2 separate regions of the Macaca mulatta genome follow, and region 1 is linked to region 2. A link is a contact called in public Hi-C data. All regions are on one chromosome and are shown on one strand. Each heading gives the region's core, a stretch centred on a gene start, on an enhancer-like site or on the middle of the called end of the contact. The rest is flanking DNA. Distances are from core to core; before and after follow the strand shown.

What was found. Hi-C and Micro-C count contacts between places; a contact is called where the count stands out from the background.
Region 1: a contact with region 2 is called in a Hi-C map of cortical neurons, with 2.7 times the contacts expected there. The contact joins the promoter of PNMA1 here to the promoter of DNAL1 in region 2. A contact is called at or near these places in 2 of 14 Hi-C or Micro-C datasets (cortical neurons and fetal cortex germinal zone).

Annotation. Positions count from the first base shown.
Region 1 is chr7:146,884,943-146,889,145 of T2T-MMU8v2.0, forward strand. PNMA1 (PNMA family member 1) reads right to left here and starts at 1,500. Exons shown (of 1, transcript NM_001348395.1): 1 at 1-1,500. The coding sequence starts at 697. It also overlaps a transcript of MIDEAS not described here.
Region 2 is chr7:146,825,656-146,830,160 of T2T-MMU8v2.0, forward strand. It overlaps DNAL1 (dynein axonemal light chain 1), which reads left to right and starts at 2,801. Exons shown (of 8, transcript NM_001260594.1): 1 at 2,801-2,874. The coding sequence starts at 2,872.

The DNA.
Region 1 (4,203 bases), core at 250-2,749, 58 kb after region 2:
GCGCCTTCAGGCATTCGGCAGTGGTTATCGCGGGGTTGTTGGACTTGAGGATGCGAATGACATCAGCGGCAGGGCCTCTAAGGCTCTCCATCAACCGCCGCCTCTTTTCTACATCGGACACCTGCCACTCCTCTAGGACCTCATTAGTGTGCTCCAGCCAGGGATCAAAGGTTTCCTCTCCAGGCCCTGGGATGTCCCTCCCCGAGAAAAGTGTCAGCCTCTTGTACCATATGGACTCAACAAGAGGCTGAATAACATTATCCAAAATATAGTTTAGCATCTCTGCTGGCATCTCTGGGCCCGGGGTCGGAGTAGGGTTCTGAAACCCAAGGACACGGGCAACATCTTGCACGGTCCACCCCTCTCTAGCTAGGAAGAGGTGCAATCTTTCTAAAAATTCAGCATCAGAAGTTGGGGGCTTAAACAACACTTTCCAGACCCCTCCTTTGCCCGGCATCTCCCTGGGGATCGCGGCGTAATCGACAGCGCCAGTGAGCTCTAATAAGGCTGCTTTCGCATTTTCTTCCCTCCAGAACATTCTCCCAAGCATTCGGTAGGGGACCTGGGGCATCGCTGCCTGGAGGGTCTCTTCGATTTCAGCCTCATCACAGTTCACTGGGATGCCCCAGACCAACAGAGCTCTCTGGGAGTTCACATCCATCCCCCGGCACCAGTCTTCCAACAGTGTCATCGCCATTTTCTCAACTATCAAGACGCCAATTCTACCAACAGACTGTGGCTCACCGTACTCCTGGCCTTAGAACAATACCAGACACTCCCACCAAGTAGGCCCAAGGGAGGTAGGCTTCATGCATTCACGACTAACAAAGACACAGAGTCCTGATCTCGCCCTTCTCTGCCCCCCCAGTCAGTCCGTAGGTACACTTGGAGCTGAGCTCGGGGACGCTGAGGAAGTCACGCGGCCGTCGCCATCTTGCGTCTGGGTCCGGGTCCGGTCGGGTCTGCCGCTTGCAGCCGGGCTGTCGCGTCGTCGTGCAGCGGGCAAGGAGCGAGGGCGGGCGGCGAAGGCAGGCGCGCTGGGTCGAAAGCAGCCGGGGTGTGGTCGCGGGGCGTGCCCGCCGGGCGCTCGCTGCGGCTCCTGGAGAGGATCGGGCGTTCGCGGTCGCAGCCTGGTCTTCCCGCGGGCGAGGAGCGGCCGTTTGGGAGACTAGCCAGAGGGAGAGACTGTGCCGAAGTCGCGGCGGCTGCGGGCCAGCGGAGAGCGGCTTCTTGGAGGGCGTGGGGACTCCTCTTGGCGGGCGCGGGGACTCCTCTGGGCGGGCGGCGAGGACGGCCGAGGACCAGAAACGAAGGCAGCAGAGGAGCAGGAAAGCCGGAGAAGCGAGGCTGGAAACAGCACAGGCAAGGGTGGGCAGCGGCGGCCGCGGCGGCCTGCAGCGGCTCAGGCGCTGCGCGGCTGCCCCAGCGTCGAGTCCTACCCGCAACCCGCTGCGACGTTACTGCTGCAGTGGAGGATGGGGCCAGCCCGCGAGCGGCGTCAGCCCCGCCCCGTCCCGCCCCTGTGGCGGAGCCGCTCGGGCGTCGCCATGGCAACGGCGCCCCAGCTGGCGCGAATCACGCCTGCTCCGGCGGCCCGCGGGGGTCGAGCGGTTGCCATGGTGCCAGCGAGGGGCTCGGGCATTTGTTTCTCTGATGGCGCATTTCCTTTTTCATAATTTTCCATTTTAACAGCAAACAAATACTGCTAAGCACCGTGTTTTAAAAATAATAACCCAATCCTGGAGTGGATTTAAGATGATACTATTGGAAGTCATGGCATCCCTCATGGTGGACTTGTCTACTCGGGTTGCCCAGCCAGTCCACCCTGCACGTGAAAATACTCTCCTCAGAACCCTGGCTTCCCGTTACCCCTGACCACACTGTGCACCCTGCGTATTTTATCCCAATGAAGCCGGAGTGCGCCATTTTTTGTGTGAGATACTGAGTTTAGACTTTTTCTTGTCTAAACTTTTGTAAACATCTGTTTGTCTGTGTCTACTGAGTCATCTTTTAGCCAGGCAAACATTAGTGTTATTTTCCTTTTCCTGGCTGGCATCGACAATAGGCTGCTAAAAGAGAATCCTTATGGCTCAAAAATGTCGAGTAATCTCCCTGCAAGCAAGACAAGGCCCACTTACATCAACCCCAGATGGTGAAAATCCCGAGAGAACATAGCATTCAACTCTGAATTTTTAAAACCTTATTTAATAAAAGGTTTAAAGATACAGAAGAACATTCAAAAGTAAATAAGTTACATAGGTACATTACAATCACATCAGCAAGATTCTTTAGTGTATTAATTTTTTCTTATAAAAAGCACACAAAAAATAAAATCTTCAGTCTCTATCACAACTGTACAGCAAAAGAGGTAATATTTATATGTATGTACACTATTTTAATATGTAACAGTCTTTTTCAAAAAGGGTGCCACAGGCAGCAAACACACAAAAGGCAGTGTCTGATCATTTTTGTTTCAAAATAAAAGGAATATACTTATTTATATGCTATTAAAATATTTGTACAATAATTACAGACTGTCAAGGCTGTTCCTGTGCTCTGTCCCCTCCAACAAGGCCTTCAACTTAGAGACAAATGAGGAAAAAGTGAAACAGCTGCAAATTGTTAGAGGCAAATATTAACATAGCAAAATGTGGGGAGGACACAATTGTTTTATAAAAATATCCCTACTTCCTGTAAACCTATGGAGTTAGGCTTGCCAGTCTGATAATAAATACCGTCCCAGAAAAGCGAGCCCCAGTGAAAACAACTAAACAGCTGAGGCTTGAGCATGTGTTGTATTCCTCCTTCATCTTAACATCTGGCACATGAGAAGAAAGAGGTTAGGTCACTGAGGCAGTTAAATATAGGCGATCCCTTTAGACATAAGCAGCAAAAGACCTTGGTGCCAGGAGTGGAAGGGGGCGCGGCAGAAGGGGTGGTATGTACCTTAGCTGTGAGGGGGGCTGCTGAAGGCATGGAGGACAGTAATGATGGCTCTGCCTCCTTGGATGGGTGGAGACCTCAGAAATGGTCTGCAGCACAGGCACTAGGTCAGTTTCCCGCCCTTAGCTGAATGCAGATGGATGCTGGGAGATGGATATGGTGAGATGGTGTGGGGAGGATGTTAAGAAAGCTGGAGGTGTTTATCACTTCTCAGAGCTCTGAATATAGGGAAAAAAACAACAAGAGACAAGCCCAGGGAGAAAGCACCATTAAGGATATACCTATGCCAGCTTCTATAGCTGCACCTACTTTATTGGCAAGTCACTTGCCACAATTACATCTACCCTCTAAACTTTTTAATTTTCACACTGTATCCAAGACATGAATGCATCCTGGAGCATGGACCTTCCTAAAATATGGTGTCTGGCAGGATTAATGCAGAGAGGTACCATCTTGATTTTCCCCAGTTACATTCACCGGGTCTGGTCTCTGTACGCTTAGAAGAGTAGAATCACTTTCTTGTTTAAACATTTATGGCCGGGCGCGGTGGTTCACGCCTGTAATGCCAGCACTTTGGGAGGCCGAGGCGAGTGGATCACCTAAGGTCAGGAGTTCAAGACCAGCCTGTCCAACATGGCAAAACCCCGTCTCTACTAAAAAAAAAACATACAAAAATATTAGCTGGGTGTGGTGGTGTGTGCCTGTAATCCCAGCTACTCAGGAGGCTGAAGCAGGAGAATCCTTTAACCCGAGAGGCAGAGGTTGCAGTGAGCCGAGATCGCACCACTGCACTCCAGCCTGGGCGACAGAATGGGACTCTGTCGCAAAAAAAAAAAAATTTTTTTTCCAAGTACAAGATGTTACCACTGAACAAAAGGGTCTCCTGAATGATGGAGGTTTCTGTTACCCTATGTCCATAAAGGGGACTGAAACCAAATATGGTTTGAATAGAAAAAACCTTGGGAAACGTAAGTAGCACTTTGGGGCTAAGCTGCGAAGGCACTCGTATTATACAAGTAATTTCGAAGAGAGCCTAAATTTGCTACCCCCCTGCTTCTACAGGGTATACCAGATTTTTGCTGTCTTGGGATACTGAGCTCATGGAAACCTGTGGAGGAAACTAACCGGGAAGTTGGGGATGTAGGTAGTCATCCAAGAGTCTGCAGGGAGAAGAAATTTGTTACTTCCACAGCCGGGGTCCTGTAGAACCACATTAATGTATAAATGGATGCTGAAAAATACCTGACAGTGCACAGTTTC
Region 2 (4,505 bases), core at 1,551-4,050:
CAACCTTGACCTCCCAGGCTCAAGTGATTCTTCCACTTCAGCCTCCTGAGTAGCTGGTACTACAGGCTCACGCCACCATGCGCAGCTAATTTTTCTTTCTTTTTTTTTTTTTTTGGTTAAATATGGGGTCTCGCTATGTTACTCCGCCTGGTCTTGAACTCCCACTCTCAAGCCATCCTCCTGCCTTGGCCTCCCAAAGTGCTGGGATTACAGGTATGAGCCACTGCACCCAGTCAGCCAATTCTAATTTGAATTGATAAACCTCTCTAGTATATAAACAACCTTAAGAATTAGTGCCTATCCTAGGGTTTAAGTTCTTTTTTTAAATTTTAAGATATGTAACTTTTAGCTATTTTGCTTAATCTCTAACTCATTTCTTAAATGTGACAATTTTTTCTTCTCTTTTGTTTGGCCCACATTTTTGTTTAAAAATTAAGGATTTCTTTGTTTTGTTTTGAGACAGGTTCTCGTTCTGTCGCATGTTCTGTCGTTCAGTGGCACAACCTTGGCTCATGGCAACCTCTGCCTTCCGGGTTCAGGCAATTCTCCTGCCTCAGCCTCTCGAGTAGCTGGGATTACAGGCACGCGCCACCATACCTGGCTAATTTTGTATTTTTAGTAGAGACAGGGTTTCTCCATGTTGGTCAGGCTGGTCTGGAACTCCCAGCCTCAGGTGATCTGCCTGCCTCAGCTTCCCAAAGTGCTGGGATTACAGGCATGTGCCACCGCGCCTGGCCTTCAATACTATTTTTAAACTTTCTTTCAACTTATTTTATCCAGGCCTGAAATAAGAGCAAGCAGACCCACACGTTCTCTGGTGAACAGGTTTTGGAATCTATTTTGTCATTTTGTAGGATATGAAAGAACAAAAGAAGGGTCCAAGTTATATAATTATTTTATTTTCTGTGTGAATGTTTTTAACCTTTGAGAATCTGGAACTCAAAATGTTCTTTATGTGAAGTGTACCAATATTTTGAAACCTATCCAATAGTCCCATAGACAGTTTTTTGTTTTTTTTTAAATAAACATAGAAATTGACCCTTCCGGTTTTAAAGCTTAAAATTTAGGTACCCCCCAGACCTCTCAGAAAGTATCAAAGAACGTAAACTCACCAGATCACTACATATGAATTTTGGTGTACCACCACTCAGTCCACAGCAAACATTAAACCCTCATAATATCCTTTTAGATAAAGGTTTATCTGTGTCTGTGTACTATGTATAGCTTTTCCAATATTTTTTGTTTTTTTTTTTGTTTTAGAGACAGGGTCTGACTCTGTTGCCCAGGGTAGAGTGTAATGGCACAATTATAACTCATTTCAGCCTCAAACTCCTCAAATGATCCTCTTGCTTCAGCCTCCCCAGCAGCTGAGGCTATCAGTGTGTACCACAACGCCTGGCTAATTTTTATTTTTTATAGAGCCAGGGTCTTGTTATGTTGCCTAGGCTGGTCTCGAACTCCTGGGTTCAAGGGATCTTTTTACTTTGGCCTCCCAAATTTCTGGGATTACAGGCATGAACAAACTGCACCAGGCCACTATGTATAATTTTAAAAGAAAATCGTACCAACTATTTTGTTTGGTAACTTCTATTTTTACTTAAAATATGACTATCTTTGGATGTGAATAGATGCCTTTCAGCAAGTCATTGGTACTTTTTTAGTGGAAGAACATTATTGCATTGGATGTTCAATACTACTAACCAATTTTCTCTCTTTCTTTCTTTCTTTTTTTTTTTTTTTTGTTTGTTTTGAGACGGCGTGTCACTCTTGTTGCCCAGACTGGAGTGCAGTGGCGCGATCTCGGCTCACTGCAACGTCCGCCCCTCGGGTTCAAGCAATTTTCGTGGCTCAGGCTCCGGAATTGCTGGGACTACAGGCGCGTGCCACCACACCCGGCTAATTTTTGTATTTTTAGTAGAGACGGGGTTTCACCATGTTGGCCAGGCTGGTCTCAAGTGATCAAGTGATCCTCCCGCCTCAGCCTCCTAAAGTGCTGGGATTACAGGCGTGAGCCACCAGTCCCAGTCACCAATTCTCTTTTGTTGATAATTGAGTTTTTCTTTTTTCTTTTTTTTTGCTATTAAAGCTTTGAACATACATCTCTGTGCTCAGGATAAAGTCCTAGATGTGGAACTGCTGGACCACAAAGGGTGCAAAAGTTTTTGAACAGCCAACAGCCTTCCAGAAAGGCTGTATCAATTATAAACAGCAGCGTATTTGTGTGTTCCTACTTCTCCATACCCCTATCAACTCTATGAATTATTATTATTGTTAATTTTTAGCTCATTTGGTAGGTGGGGGAAAAAAAGACACCTTGGTGATTAAAACCCACAATTTGTGATATTTAAAATGTGGAACAGAGCTTTTAGCTGCCTCTGGCTCCCTGGAGGATCCGGGGTAAAGAAATATAAAATCGGTGGAGTTTGGCTCTGGTATTCTCAGTGGGACGGAGGGATAAATTACGGCAAGCCGTTTATTTTCCCTCCTCCGGAAAAGGGTGGGAAAGGCCATCGGTAGGGGAAAGGAATTAAAAACATTATTTTATGAAAAGGGCAGTTGTTAGGGGGACGTTTTAAGGTCTTTAACTTTAGGCGGGCGAGTCACTACAGATCAGCTGAAACTGCTTTCGGTCCTGACCACTCTGTGCGCGGTTAAGCCCTAGAGCAGCAAAAGGGCAGCCAGCAACAGCCGGACGGGAGGACCCCGGCGGCCGCCACGCAGTCCCACAATGCCCCGCTCGCACCACCCTGAGGGCGGAGAGAAAGGACCGCTGCCGGGCATGGGGCTTCGGCGGAGAGCGCCGAGAAGTGCGCACGCGCACTGACCCCGCGGGCCCTAGCAACCAGAGCAGTGACAGTAGCAACCGCCGGAATGGTGAGTACCTTTCGGGCCGCGTAGCCAAAGCTGAGAGAAGATTGGGAGTGGAAAAGGGTGACTGTGGAGTGTCGAGGGTCTGGGGGTCCTTGAACAGCGGAAGGGAGCCGGTAGCTGACGCTAGCTCTGTGGAGTCAGGGGCCCCGGGCGAAAGAGAAGCCCTGGCCGGGGGTGGTCTGGGGTGAGGGCGGCCTGGGGTGAGGGCGGCCTGGGGTGGATGGGAGGTTGGGTTAAGGTGGAGGGACTCTGACAGGAGAAAAGGGAGGGCGAAGAGCAGGAAATTCTCCAAAAAGAGCGTATTGGAGTGGGAAGGGTGATGGGAAGGAGAGTGTGAAGATATCTCTTTACATATCAGTAATTTTAATGACCCCCCCGTCGAGATGCAGGGAGGGACTGGTTACCAGAGGGTTCTGTATAACAGGGATTGCAGCAGTATTCGTAACCTGTGATGTACCCAGGTTGCCTTCTGAATGACTACGAGTGCAATTATTAGGTAACGCTGTAAAACACACTCTGGTGGATGTATTAGAGCACTGATTCTCAAATTTCAGTATGCATAAGTATGGGCTTGTTGGAATGCAGATTATGAATTTTTAATATGATTGGGGGTTTCAGGAATGTGCATTTCGACAACACACCTCAAGTGATTATAAAATTGGGGGGCATCCCACCACACTGAGAAATGCTGTTACCTTAGGTTTGAAATCTACCAGCTGTCTATCCAATCAGAGCTCTTTATGAAGTAATGGTTTTACCTAGAGATGCTCCTCAACTCTTACTTGAAGTGTTCACTCTCTTGCTTACATACTTGGTAGTTCTAACTAGTCATTTCAAAAGGATTACAGACAGAGCTATTGAGCAAAGTATGTGATGTCCTACTGGATAGAGATGTTTATGAAGAAGCAGCATAATTACTTGTCTTCTTTTTGTGATTCCAGTGCTATATTAGTGGGCAGAAATTGAGCCCAAGAGATGAAAATGATGAGGAAGTCATGCCTGCCCTCAACAGATTAAATACCACTCTTTAAAAAGTAGTTTCCCCCTCTGCTTTCCTTACTTTGTTCCCCAAGCAGTTAGCTGAAAGCCACTGCCAAGGAAAGTTGAAAGTTCTGGAACCTGGGTTTATATTCAGGTGAAGAAAGCCTCAGACCTAAATATTTATGAAAGTATGAGCCATAGTGATTGTTGAAAATCTTCAAATAGAGAATCAGAACGAGTACAGTTATAAGTCACTTAATGATGACAGGGATACATTCTAAGAAACATATCATTGGCAGTTTTGCCTTGCAAACTTCATAGAATATGCCTACAAAAACCAGATGGTGTAGGCTATTGCTCCTAGGCTACAAACTTTTATAGCATCTTACTGTACTGAATACTGTAGGCCATTGAAACAATGTATTTGTGTATTTAAACATAGAAAAGCCTCCAGAGTGCAGTGGCTCACGCCTGTAATCCCAGAACTTTGGGAGGCTGAGGCTGGCAGATCACCTGAGGTCAGGAGTTCAAGACCCACCGGGCCAACATGGTGAAACTCCGCCTCTTCTAAAAATACAAAAATTAGCTGGGTGTCGTGGTACGCCTATAATCCCAGCTACTCAGGAGGCTGAGGCATGAGAATCACTTGAACA